Linked DNA regions of Mus musculus: regions 1 and 3 are each linked to region 2. The links are chromatin contacts, called in public Hi-C and HiChIP or PLAC-seq maps. All regions are on one chromosome and are shown on one strand. The core of a region is the stretch at or near the end of the contact, and the rest is flanking DNA. Distances in the headings are between cores, read along the strand shown.

Region 1 (4,429 bases), core at 116-2,615, 220 kb before region 2:
AGAGTTTGCTCAGGAGAAGGCTTGAGACCACCCAAAAGGAGCTGGCAACTGGGATGAGAGAAAGAGAGAGGATTCTACAGGGTTGTAATGAAGAGATAACAGGCAAAAATCACCCTCCATGCAAAGCAGACGCTTGCAAATCCAGTCCCTAGGGAGCAAGCCATGCAAATGGTGCCCTGCCTGTGACCTGGTCCCTGCCAGTGGTAAAGGCAGTTCTGAGGGTGGGCAGGAGAGTGGCAGTGGCAGTGGTGGCTCTCATTTGTTTGGCTTCTAAGTGTCACAGTGTCCTTTCTTTTCCTGCATATGTTACTTATGATCCTAAAACAGCCAGTGGGAGAGGCAGCATTCCCACTTGCAAATACAAACAATAAAGTTCAAAATTCCTCCTGCCAGAGTAATATGGTCAGAGCTCAGGCCCAGGCCCAGGCCCAGGCGACTTCCAAAGCCTCTAAGTAATTTCTACCGTGGTTCCACTTAGGAAATGTGTCCAAATAAAAGAAGCAATAGTCAAGCTGGGTGGTGGTACCAGGACAGCCTGGGCTACACAGAGAATCCCTGCTGGGGCTGGAGGGAGGCAATAGTCGGGCTGGCAATGGTGACCTGAGGCAAACCTACAGGCCCCTTGTGGCAGAAAAGAACTCCACAAGACCCATAGGACATGTTCCCCTCTTATGTACACATGTATGCACATAGAAATAAATGTAATTAAGAAAATAAAACAATAGTAGGGAAAAAAAAGCAGTGCTTGTCAAGAACACAAAGAAAATGCTCTCAAATCCAAAGCCACACAAATCGATCACATCAAGTCACACAGTCACTATCTGCCCAGTCTCTAAGCTATCCCCACTGAGGGACTCCAGCATGAGTAAAGGACCTCTGCCCAGTGCTGTGGAATGCTACGTGGGACAGAAACCTTGACTGCCTTGCAAACTGCATACATTTTGCACTAGAAAACCATCTCATTGAACTCTGGAACATGCTGGTTGAGTGGGTCCAGTGGCTGACTTGGCCTTGTCTACCATGAGATAAAACCAGACGGACCAGACTAGGAATACAGCCCAGTGGTAGGGCTCTTCCTAGAATGAAGGTGGGTTTCATTCCTACCTGGGAGGAGGGAGGAAAGAAGTAAGGAGAAAGGTAGGGGGAGAGAGAGGGAAGGAGAGAGAGAGAGAGAGAGAGAGAGAGAGAGAGAGAGGCTTAGCTTAGCTAAAGAACTAACCTGCTCCTCACTACCCTTTAACACACCTATCGTTCACATTCCCTGGTCTCTATGGGCTGAGATAACTCCAAATCCTCACACAGTGACCCATTCATAGGTCTCAGAGAAAGAAATCTGTTGACTTAGACAGTGAGATTGGACTGGCTCAAGGCCAGCCAGAGCCAGTTTAGCCTCTGAGACTTGTTAGGTATGTTCCCATGGCAACGGGAGTCACTCTGCAGTTTCTGCATTCCTGACAGAACTTTGTCATCCAGTCCCCAACGTATCACCCACCTAGCCTGCCCTGGTTTCCCAGGTGACAGCTAGGGGCCACCAAGAGTTACTGGTGACAGAAAACCAGCTTCAGGAACCCAGAAAGCATAGGGACCGCCCCAACAGGAGAGGGGAGGGGACTCTTCACTTCCAAACCAGTGTCCCTCACTCCAAAGCCTCCAACTGCACCTCCCCTGATTTCCTAGACATCTTCGTAGACCCATGGGCCCATGGCACCATGTCCTCCACGCCCAGTCATTCCCTACTCCCCCCCCCTCCCCCCCGTGGCCTGAGCCTGTCCCTTTTGACTGACAGCTTCCCATGAACATTCCACCTCTGCAGTCCTAAGGCCCTATCCACCCATTCCTCTACCTTGGCCTTGCCTACAGTCTCCCCCAGGAAGCCTCCAACATGGGTTCCCTCTGGCCTACCAGCTTAGAGCCTCTACTGTGTAGCCTTGGCTCCACAGGACATCACAGGGTTGGGCATGTGGTATGCACAGGTACGCCTAGGGTTTCCTTAAGGTTGTAATCCATACCATGGATGAGAAATAAGCCAAGGGTCCCGAGCCTGGCAGTTAAAATTTAGAAGCCAGTGAATGCCTGAACTGGGCCCTGTCTCCTCTGCTCCCGGTACTCTCCCGCACAGTGTCTGCTTTATAACCCATTAAAACCTCTCAGCTAAAACCAGGAAGACTGTTCAAACACCCTGTTTTCACAGATGAGGATGTGGAAGAGCGGACTCCAGGGACATCCCCTGAGGCCATAGAGCATACTGTACCTGGGCAGAAGCATGGTTCTCCCTCTCCCCTCCCCTTCTCCCCCTCCCCCTCCCCCTCCCCCTCCCCCTCTCCCTCTCTCTCTGGCTCCCCCTCCCCCCTCTCCCCACCCCTCTCACCCCCTACCTCTCCCCACCCCACCCCCGCTCCAATACCCAAAGTTGGGTTCCCTCTTCTCTGGATCTGTCAGCACCCAGACTATGACCAGCCAGCACCTCTGATAAGGGAGGTGGTGTCCAGAGACTAGAGCGGGGGAGGGGGGAGGCCGGGGGGGGGGGGGAACCCTAAACATAGATAAGCCACCTTTCCCACTCACCCCCAAACTAGCTATCTTCACTTCCTCTCTCATCTGCCAATCCACCCACCACACACTTCCAAAGAACACTAGGATTTGTGGTCAAAATCCATTTGTTTTGGGGAGTTATGACTCAAATTAAACAAAATTCCGGTCAGGAAGATGACTCAGCAGGTAAAGCCATTGCCACCACGAAGCCTGAAGACCTGAGTTTGATCCCTGGGACACAAATAGTAGGAGAAAAAAAAGTTGTTCCCCAATTTGTCCTTAGTCCTTCACCAGCACACCATGGTGTCCATGTGGACACACACATTCACTAATTAAATTATTTAATTAATTAAAATATAATGCCAGGGTGGTGGAATATGGCCTTTAATCCCAACATTAGGGAGGCACAGGCCAGCCTGGTGTATAGAGTGTCAGGCTAGTCCAGGGCTTCCTAGTGAAACTCTGTCTCAAAAAATAAACAAACAAACACACCTGGGGGGGGGTATTTTCTTTTAAACAAAATGCAGTAAATTTTTTGTTTTGAGAATTGTCTTAATCTAGAACAATGTAAACTAGCAAGAAAATTCCACTTGGGACCGGACTAAGCTGAGTTCCGGTGCCAGTGAGTCTCTGGGGTGCTGAGTTACATGGAGGAGCTACTTGCTGATCTACAGCAGACAGCATGAGGAAGGCATCAGCTTTGGCTTGGGCCTGTTGCCTATGTTCTCTCTTGTGTAAGATAAAGTACACAATTATAAGGTTTCCTCGGTTGAGGGCTGGTACAGCACACCTTTAATCCCAGCGTTCGGGAGGCAGAGGCAGGCAGATCTCTAAGTTTGAGGCCAGCCTAGTCTACAGAGTGAGTTCTACACAGAGAAACCCTGTTTCAAAAAAGAAAGAAACAAAGAATTTTCTTGGCCCCTCTCTCCTGTTTCCCTCCCTTACCTAAAAAGATCCAGGCTAGTCTGCCTCAACTTACTTTCTCAGTACACTGACCTCAAACAGAACCCTTTCTCCTATCTCCCCCTTCCCCTCTTCCCCTCCTCTTCCCCCTCTCTCCCCCTCTCTCCCTCTCTCCCTCTCCCTCTCCCTCTCTCTCTTGTCAGGATCAGGCTGCCCAGCTGCCAAACACATAGTGGGCAAAACAAGCCTCCACAGGACAGGGCCTGAGCATGCAGCTATGACCTCCAGAAGCTGAGATGTTTAATGGGCTTCTGAAACCAGAGCTGTCAGACAGTCTGATTCCTGAGGAAGCCTGAGTGAGCCATCCCCCTCTCTCCCAGGTGGAATGCAGCTGGGTGGCCTGTATGCACGGCCTTACCCAAGCCAGAGCCATAAACCTTATCTCCCCGGCTCTCCAGAGGTTCCAAGAGCTCAGGCTGAGTCAGAACCCAGGGCTGGGGCCTGAGGCACACCTGACTCACTCCCGGATGTGTGGTCATTCTGAAGTGGAATGGGAGCAGAGGGGATCTGCCTCTCTGCACATCTAGGTGCAGAGGTGGGCCAGGTGGTTGATTCTCATGAAGGCTAGGGACCTAGAGTCTTATCAGCCAGCCCTAAAAGCAAGGCACAACACGGTCCCTCGATTTCCCCTCCGTTCTGAGCCCTCGTTGACAATCTCAAGTTAATGCGGCCCAACGGTTTCTCTTTCTGTGAGTTTCAAAACCTTAGATCCAACTTAGGAGACCAGAGCAGAGTTGAGAAACAGAGACAGCCTACTGTCAGGCCTGTGGCCCCTGTCATGCCTCCACCCTAAGCAGACCTGGAAAGGGACAGGGGAGAAAAAGGAGGCTCTGTTCTCTGGTTCCTGGTGTCCCTGAGAAATTCCCCAACCCCCTGCCAAGCTCCCCTCCCTCCTCACAGGCAAGTGAGACCTGTCAGGGAGATATGCAAGTCA
Region 2 (4,394 bases), core at 372-2,871:
ACTCCCTCTGTGTGAGTTAACAAGTAGTTAACCTAAAATGATGGGCGTCACATTCAATTATCTGGGGTCTGATGGATGTCTAGCACAGCATCTGACAAGCATGTTAAAACCCCTCGTTTCCACCTTCGACTTCACCTAAAACCTTCATAGTTTCTTCTCTTTCTTTTAGATTTTAATATTTTTTGGTCGGATTAATTCCTTCTCCTTGATGTGTCTAACGTCACGCGTGCCCCCAGAGCGCAGAAGCATCAGGTCCCTTGCCAATGCAGTGATGGATGGTTGTTAAGCAATATGTGGGTGCTGAGGGGGGCGTCAAACCTGGATCCTTTGCAAGAGCAACAAGTGCTCTTAGCCACCGAATGCTCTCTCCAGTCTCAAAAATGTAATGGTTTCTAATTGCCTACTGTGACTAATCATGACACACACACACACACAAGGAAAGCACATGCAGCCATCACACACGTGCAGATGACTCTCAAGGAACCCTCTGGAAGACTGGCAGTACCCGCCGGCAACACTGGTAAGTAGAGACTGCAGCGTAAGCTCCCTAGGGATTGTGCTATGGTGTTCCCATGGCCACCAGCAGTGTACAAGAGCCTGCTAGCCAGCAACCACAACCCCCTCAGCTTGGGTCCAGACTCAGGTACTGATGCTCTTTACAGGGAGTATGGGGAAGGGTGGGGTACTGAGCCGTTGAACACCCCATCCTGCTCACCACCCCATGTGACCTCAGATGGGTGTAGTACATTACAGAGCTTCTGCTCTCAGGGAGAGGCTGACCCCAGGCTTAACCTCACTGAAACCTCAGACCTGCGTGCTTTGCGCTGTGGTCAGGGAGGCTCGAGACTCTGCAGCACAAAATTTAGTTCTGACTCATCTCATAGATGGGGCTTCACTTCCACTCCCCCCACAAGACAGAGACATCAAGTCCACTCATCTCTCCTAAAGGGGGCTCTGAACTCATACATGACCTCTCCTGCCCCTCTCAATTCTGTCCCTTTCTCCCTTCTTTGGCAATCCATGTATCTTGCCACCTGCTGCCTGTCTCCTTCCATGCACACACGCATGCGTATGTGTGCGTGTGCATGTGTGTGTGTGTGCATGTGTGTGAGCATGCACATGTACAGTGCAAGCCTCAGTAGACCAGGAATGTGGAGTCTGTGGCTAAGGTGCCAAGTGGGAAGACTTCTGGACTGTGCAAAAAACATCAAGTTGCAAAGATAGCAGCCAGGGACAGACAGGAGATGCTGGGAGAAGCACAAGAGTAAGTAAGCCTTAGCTCTCAGAAAACACTCACGTATAGCATCGCAATCTCCTTCCCTCCCTCTGGCTCCACTGGAGAAACAAATGGATGAGCAGCAGGAGGCTGGGATAACCGAGAAAGAAATAGTGGGGACCATAGGAGTGCAGAAGGGGGTTCAGAGCCTTTCTCAAGACTAGACAGAGCACTGGAGAGCCCAGATCACAGAGAGGTAGGGAACAAGTAGGCCTGGGTGAGAGGAGGAGGTGGGTGGGCTGCTGCCCTGAGGGTACTCACAGGTGCTTGAGGAGGAGCAGCCCTTCCTCCGCCGGTGGCAGTGGCAGCCCTTGTGTACAGATGGAGAGGCAGCAGAGGAGGAAGTGACACACCCTGGGGTGGGGGGACTCTTGGAGGGTGGCTGATCTAGCAGAAGGTGGAGCAGATAGGAGTGGGCTGGGTAAAGAAAGGACCTAGGAGTCCCATCTACTAAGCACTGCTCCTGTGCTAAAGAAGTACAAGGAAGGGTCACCAGAACAGCGCCGGATAGTGGCGGTGCCCCCACCCCTGCCCCCACACATGTCACAGACGCAGAGATTGAAGCCCAGACTCTAAAGAGAGATCGACTTTGCAAAATGTCACACAGGTAGCAAGGGGCTGCTGGGCTGTAATCTAAATCCAACTCAGCTTCCTTCCAAAACTCAATGTTCTCTCCAGTATCACAGAGAGGAAGGAGCAGACAGGAAGAAACATGAAGGAAGGTGGTTTCTGTTCCTTTGGAAAACTCAGGGGCCATTGAGTTGTGATGACTGCCTTTCGTGCTAGGTATCCATCTTGGTTCCAATAGCCACTTGTCTTTTGATTTGCCAGGAAAATAAGTTCCCAGTAACCCTGACACACCGGCCTTCACCCACAAGCCTACATCTGTACTTGTTTTGATAGAATCGGTATTTGTCGCTGTTGTTGGTTTTGTTTTGTTTTGTTTTGTTTTCTCTGACATTCTTGTGCAGACATTCTGGACTACTTTGAGGTCCCCTTGACTACTACCTCTTGGCAGAGCAAAACAGCTCTTGGCTTGCATATGCAGATACTCAAGGTCTTGTGGTCTTCATTTTTAAAAATCCTTTCCTCATCCCTTATTCCCCTTTGAGTGGCAGACTCTAATTTGGCTCAGAGATTGCTGTCCTGCTACCAGTATCAATAAATTTAACTAATTATAACCTGGATTGAATCAAGGTCTTTCCCTAGAAGTCTCGACTCCTGAGAGTACCACAGCTAAGCTATTTGGACTCTGAAGCCAACCTGCCTGAGTTAAAATCCTGGCTCTCTCTCCGTTAGCATGAAGTAGTAAAACTCCTTAGCTGTATTCTTTAATCCAGGGTTTCACAACCTGTGTGAGTCACAACCCCATAGGAGTTGAACAACCATTTCACAGGGGTTGCCTAAGACCATCAGAAATATCAGATATTTGCATTACGATTCATAGCAGTGACAAAAATTGCAATTATGACGTAGCAGTGAAAATGACTCTGGTTGGGGTCACCACAGCATGTGGGACTGGATTAAGGACTCGTGACGTTCGGAAGGAGGGGAGAACTTCCTATGGCTGCCATTTTATAGATCACCATAAAAAAATAAGACGGTGTCTATTTAAGAGACCATCTGGTACAGTAAGAAGGGTGTGTGAGGATGCGGCTCAGTGTCAAGATGCTTGCCCAGCTTTCAGGAGGCCTTAGGTTTGGTCTCTATCACTGAGAGAGGCAATAACTGTAGGAGTGAGGAGTCTAAGGGGATAAGAGGTGGAGGCTTTTTCTTTTAGGTTTATTATTTATTAATATATGTAAGTGCACCGTAGCTGTCTTCAGACACACCAGAAGAGGGAGTCAGATCTCATTACGGATGGTTGTGAGCCACCATGTGGTTGCTGGGATTTGAACTCTGGACCTTCGAAAGAACAGTTGGGTGCTCTTACCCACTGAGCCATCTCACCAGCCCGAGGTGGAGGCTTTAAGGGTCTAGACAGTTGGCAAGTTAGAGAGAGGCAGATGGCTAGGTTTGGGGGTGCCACTGGGGGTCCAGGAGCCAGGATAGAGGTGAGTCTGGGAAAGAGTGCAGCTAGAGCAGCCCGGAGTGAAGCTGCTATGTTATGCTATGCTATGCTATGCTATACTATGCTATGCTATGCTATGCTATGCTATGCTATGCTATGCTACGCTATGCTATACTATGTATGCCATGTCATGCCATGCTATGGGGAGAACTGTGTTCTGTAAATACAAATGGGAACTTTCCCTGGACCACAGTGCTGGTAGAGATTCCCTATAGAAAGCAGCGTGTGTTCCGTGTCCTGGTGAGCACAGACAAGCCATGTTGGCTCTCCTGCTGTCCTCACAGAGCAAAAGAATTCCTATCACAAATAGATGCTCCTGAGAGTGAAGCTGCTGGAGGAGACTGGAAGGGAGGCCTCTGGGTGAGCCTTAACTGGCTCCAGGCTAAGGGACAGCCAGACCTACTGCCCTTCCCCCTCAACCGATGGTAACCATGACAATGCCCTCTTTTCCCCCTGGCCCTGGCCCTGTGGTTTCCTCTAAATCTTCTTTCACTTTCTTCTTCTGCTCCCCCCCCCCCCCCCACTTCTTGCCTCTCCCATCCCACACCCACCTCCTTCCCATAGCTCAGGTCACCGACAAAGATGAAGATAGCCAGGAGCAAGGTAAGGAAAGCTCTGTCCTGGGGCTCAGTGGGGGAATTTAGGGGAAGTCACAGAGAGCAACAGACAGTGATAATGGGCAATGGTCTTCCAAAGGGGTGGGACAGAGTGAAGGCCTGCAGGAGATGGTGAAGAACATTAGGAGATAAAATGGCCAGAAAGGGCTGTAGAGGGGCAGAGGTCCCTCAAGAGTCAGTTCAACACTGAGCCAAGAGTGGTGCCTCAGGCCTATGATCCAGCACTCAGGAGTTGAGGCTTGGTGGCCAGGCTGAGTTACAGTGAGGCCCTTTCTCAAACAAGCAAACTCTAAAAACACTGTAGCTTAAGTGTGCAGGTCTTCCAGGCCCAGGGACAACTTGCAAAACAAATGGCAGCTCAGATTGCTGCCCAGAGCGGACGAATACACACCTCAGAATAGCATGAACCCACAGGATCCCAGGCAAACAC
Region 3 (4,463 bases), core at 1,253-3,752, 200 kb after region 2:
TAATCCTACCTAGTTTTATGCAAGCAGAGGCAGATGGATCTCTGAGGTCAGCCTTGTCTACTTAGTAAGTTCCAGGACAGCCAGAGCTACATAGAGTCTTTCTCAAAAACAAAGGAATGGGTTAAGTAATTGCTTCTGACAATTACTATTCTAATTTCTTGGTTCCCTACTTTCTAGCTCCAGAGTGATAAATCATAATATTCTCATTTTTAGAGCCTCAGGAGATCCTGGCAAAAAGAAACAGCACATTTGTCACATCCAAGGATGCGGCAAAGTATATGGCAAGACCTCACATCTCCGAGCACACTTGCGCTGGCATACAGGGGAGAGGCCATTCATGTGTAATTGGTCATATTGTGGGAAGCGCTTTACACGTTCGGACGAGCTTCAGAGACATAAACGTACACATACAGGTGAGTAAGACCCAAGGGAAAAGGGAAAGTAGTAGACAGAAAAGAAATGAGGGCTGGAGAAATGGCTCAGTGGTTAAGAGCATTGACTGCTCTTCCAGAGGTCCTGATTTCAATTCCCAGCAACCACATAGAGGCTCATAACCATCTATAATGGGATCCAATGCCCTCTTCAGACAGCTACAATGTATTCATGAATAAAATAGATAAATCTTTAAAAAAAAAAGAAGAAAGAAAGAAAGAAATGAGCTCATAAGCTCTCACCTCTCTTATTCTCATCTCCAGCTCTCCCCCTCCCTTCCCTCCTTTCTCCACTTGGCCATGGCAGTCCTCTCTCTTTCTACCTTCTCTCTTTCTGTCTTTCTATAATAAAGCTCTAAAACCATAAAAAGAAAAGAAAAAAGAAATGATATGCCCATGAAGCAAACTGAAATTCCTAAACAATGTATATGTGAAACTAAGCGTGTCTCCAAGAGTACTTGAATTAGTCCAGAAGGATACACATCAACCTCAACTTTGTTCTGACTGCTTTTTGGCTAATTTATCTTTTTTTTTTTTTTTTTTAAACTAGGAGAGAAGAAATTTGCCTGCCCTGAGTGCCCTAAGCGTTTCATGAGGAGTGATCACCTGTCAAAGCATATCAAGACTCACCAGAACAAGAAGGGAGGCCCAGGTGTAGCCCTGAGTGTGGGCACATTGCCCCTGGACAGTGGGGCAGGTTCAGAAGGCACTGCCACTCCTTCAGCCCTTATTACCACCAATATGGTAGCCATGGAGGCCATCTGTCCAGAGGGTATTGCCCGTCTTGCCAACAGTGGCATCAACGTCATGCAGGTGACAGAGCTGCAGTCCATTAATATCAGTGGCAATGGTTTCTAAGATTAGACACCCAGTGCCAGAGACATATGGGCCAATACCCACTAAGCCCGGGATGCAAGGTAGCATGGGTCCAAGAGACATCTGGAAGAGAGAGCCATGAGGCATTAATGTGCTTGGTGGTAGGAAGAATTGGGAGATGGTACAAAAAAAAGAGATGGGATTGTGGCACCCAATGTCACTGGTGACTCCTTGAAAATGGAAAATATTAGTGAAAATTCTGTTGGTGCCACCCTTTGATCAGCATTTATCTCATCCCAGGTTCTTCTTACACTTCTTACCCCAGCCTCCTCTTCCTGTTTTTCCCTCTTAGCTCTCCCATGATGGATTCCCCCCCCCTTTTCCTAAAGCCATCATGCCTTGATAAATATATATGATCATTGAAATACTTTTTAACAAAAACAGATTCTATATTATATATATATATATATATTAAAAAATATATAGAGATGCTTTCACAGGGGCTGGCTGGGAGGAGGAAAAAGACCATTCTGTGACCAAAATACCTTGGTCTTTTTTTCTTTTCTTTTCTTTTCTTTTTTTTAAAAAAATTGCCTTATTTCTCAATGGCTGAGCCTTATCATGACACATCAAGCTTTCCTTATAAATGTTGTCCTGGCATCCCACCAGAGTAAGCATTCATACTTTCTGCTTTTAGTTCATATATACATATATAATGTGTCTTCTTTCTTAATTTTGTTATTTTATTTGGGATCAGCTCCTTGCACTCCTTTCCTGACTTAATCCTTGTCTCCCTTTCCTCACACGATCACTTCCTGTGTTGTTTTTGACAGTGATTCCTGGATTAGGCACTTGTGTTAATATTTTAAAGACTTTAGTTCCAGCAACAGAGTGGAAAAGCCTGAAGTATAGTCTGATGCTTGAAGTAGCTATGGAGGGAGTGTTCAAAATACTACTGACGCAAGCACCTTAGTGCTGGAGAGTCAAAACCATCTCCCTTTTTTAGCTGTTCTAAACATCAGAAATCAGAAGTCTTTCTGTGGAATTGTACAAGAGGCCCTTTGAAGGAGATATACTTCCAAAATGGTCAAATAGTAGGCAGCAGCTTTCAGTATGAAAAAGATGTTCTCAGAAAAGGAAATAACTCTTAGTCTTGGGTTCAGAAGTTAGTGGAATTATTCGGATTTCAGTATCATTGTCTTCCAAATAGCTATAAGCCTCAATGTATGGGCTTCTGAGTTCACACTCTGAAAGGAAGTACACTTCCTCTTTTGAACATTTCTGTAGTTCCTTCCTATTACTGTTTTAATGTTAAGGAGCATCAGCCAGTGAACCTGTTTGGATTTTCCATCCTGTAGAGTGCAAAACTTGTGCCAGTGGCAAAAGTGGTTCTTTAAAAAAAAAAAAAAGTCCCCCTTAACTCTTCCTTAGATATACTTGGGTGGTTCCTAAGGGAAAGGGAAGCACACAATCATGGGAACGATAGCCCAGAACAAAAAGAAATCTTGTCTTACCACTGTGGATTATAGGAGAAACTGGGAGAAATTATCCTGCTTTCTCTATGGCCTGATTCCAGAAGAGACTGATCCAAACATTTTATCGGCAGGGAAACTCAGTGCGTTTGGCACTGAGACTTAAATGCAACCAGAATTGTCCTCAAGGCCCAGCCATTAAAGCATTGTCTCTCTAGACCTTGTGCTATCTTGTCAGAGAGCTTTTCACTGTGAGGAAGTATGGGAGTGGTTGAGTGTATGTGTGAGATCTGTTAGGTTGGGGATAGGTTTTCTGTTAGCCAATATTTAAAGAGACCTGCAATAAAAAATTACCCTGATCTGATAGAGAAACTAAATTGTTTTTGTATGACTGCGTGTGAATGTATTTGTGCCTGTATATATCTACATGCAGATGAGAACTTATATTTGAAATTGTTGGAAAATAAATTCAGATCAAAACGCCTTTCAGGTCCAGTATCTAGAAATTGGTCATAAAACTTGGGTATGTTCCTAAGGTCAGTTCTCTGCTTATGCTAAATCGGTTAACAGTTATGGGGTTGGGGGGATATCCTAGTGCACTTTCTAAAGAAGAAACTATTTTTGTGTTTGAAAATGAAATCAACATCCAAATCTATAGTGGATTCCTTATTCTAACTTCTCTATCTTGGCTACAAATAGATTATAGTGTTATTATACATTTTATGTAAATTCCATCTAAACTAGGTTCTTGATAAGTTTATGGTATTGTTAGCTTGAAATACTAACATTAGTTTATTCCATTTGGTCCTTTCTATGCAGACTTAATACTGTTATCAAGACTCAGGAAATATTTCAAGGGACTGTCCCCAAATCACATGTTATTAATGTTGACGTAAAAGTTATCTGTCCTCAGCCACCATCACACCTTTTATTCCTAAAGAAAAGCAGAACTCAAACAAACCGTGTTATTTTACATTTATAATCATGTACTTTGCATCTCTGGAGGAAGAGGGCAGGATAACTCAGTGGAGTGTGCAGTATTTTGCTAGAAAATTTCAAGAAATAGAATCTTGTTCAGTATGAGGTGATTAGTTACAAGCCGGCTTCGAGATGCTGAGGACTATAAGCCTTTGGATAAGTTATCTGATGGTGTTTTCTCTCTTGGGTGAAAAGCTGATGATTGACCCTCAGCATCTGCTACATTAACACATTACCATGAATTAATTTACATCAGATTCTTTCTGCTTTTTAAATTTCCTTCTCCGGTGTCTTATTTGACCATAAAATGGAATCAGTTTCCGCTCTTGTCTCCCTGTCTGTGAGCCGCTCAGCCTTTTCTAAAGTTAAGAGACTACATTCCTCTAGTCAGGGTCTCATGACTGAAAAATAACCTTTCCCCAAACTTTTGGCCTTCAGAATTTAACATAACTGGCATGCATATTGATTCTGAAATTCTTTTCATTACATTTTTGTTGTTTGGGGTTTTTTGTTTGTTTTGTCTCATTGAGACAGGGTTTTACTCTGTAGCCCAGGCTAGCCTGGAATTCACTGTTAACTCAGACTGGCCTGGAATTTTGAATAATTTTTTTGCCTTCTAAGTGTTGGGATTACAAGTATATGTCACTATGTCCAGCCTTCATGATTTTTCACTTAATTTTTAAAAAAAATGACGGCACCTTGCAAAGTGGTGGGTGACCACCAATATAATCTTGTTTTTTGTTTTGAAATAGGTCTTTCTAGGTAC

The links. Hi-C and Micro-C count contacts between places; a contact is called where the count stands out from the background. HiChIP or PLAC-seq counts read pairs in DNA pulled down with a chosen protein or histone mark.
Region 1: a contact with region 2 is called in an HNF4G HiChIP or PLAC-seq map of pancreatic cancer cells. The contact joins the enhancer-like site here to the promoter of Itgb7 in region 2. A contact is called at or near these places in 3 of 115 datasets of contacts at active chromatin or transcription factors (embryonic stem cells and pancreatic cancer cells) and 2 of 9 other capture datasets (adipose tissue and pancreatic islet).
Region 3: a Hi-C map of bone marrow-derived macrophages shows a contact between it and region 2, with 26 read pairs. The contact joins the enhancer-like site here to the promoter of Itgb7 in region 2. A contact is called at or near these places in 2 of 39 promoter capture datasets (the C10 cell line and hippocampal neurons), 15 of 484 Hi-C or Micro-C datasets (B cells, the BV-2 cell line, the G1E-ER4 cell line and 12 more), 5 of 115 datasets of contacts at active chromatin or transcription factors (the SCID.adh cell line, acute myeloid leukemia, bone marrow-derived macrophages and 2 more) and 3 of 9 other capture datasets (adipose tissue, liver and pancreatic islet).

The regions. Positions count from the first base shown.
Region 1 is chr15:102,012,401-102,016,829 of GRCm38.p6, forward strand. The region is part of intron 1 of Gm41404 (a long non-coding RNA gene); the gene reads right to left. Among named protein-coding and RNA genes, the nearest start is that of Gm41404, 2.6 kb to the right of the region's middle. Within about 2 kb of position 1,366, at least 61 of the 459 cell types and tissues checked have an H3K27ac peak or open chromatin away from gene starts, as enhancers often do. A contact at or near this core is called in embryonic stem cells and pancreatic cancer cells, where this site is marked.
Region 2 is chr15:102,230,314-102,234,707 of GRCm38.p6, forward strand. Itgb7 (integrin beta 7) reads right to left here and starts at 1,622. Exons shown (of 15, transcript NM_013566.2): 1 at 1,538-1,622.
Region 3 is chr15:102,429,744-102,434,206 of GRCm38.p6, forward strand. Sp1 (trans-acting transcription factor 1) reads left to right here. Exons shown (of 6, transcript NM_013672.2): 5 at 214-413; 6 at 982-4,463. The coding sequence ends at 1,289. Among named protein-coding and RNA genes, the nearest start is that of Amhr2, 13 kb to the right of the region's middle. Within about 2 kb of position 2,503, at least 3 of the 459 cell types and tissues checked have an H3K27ac peak or open chromatin away from gene starts, as enhancers often do. A contact at or near this core is called in bone marrow-derived macrophages, where this site is marked.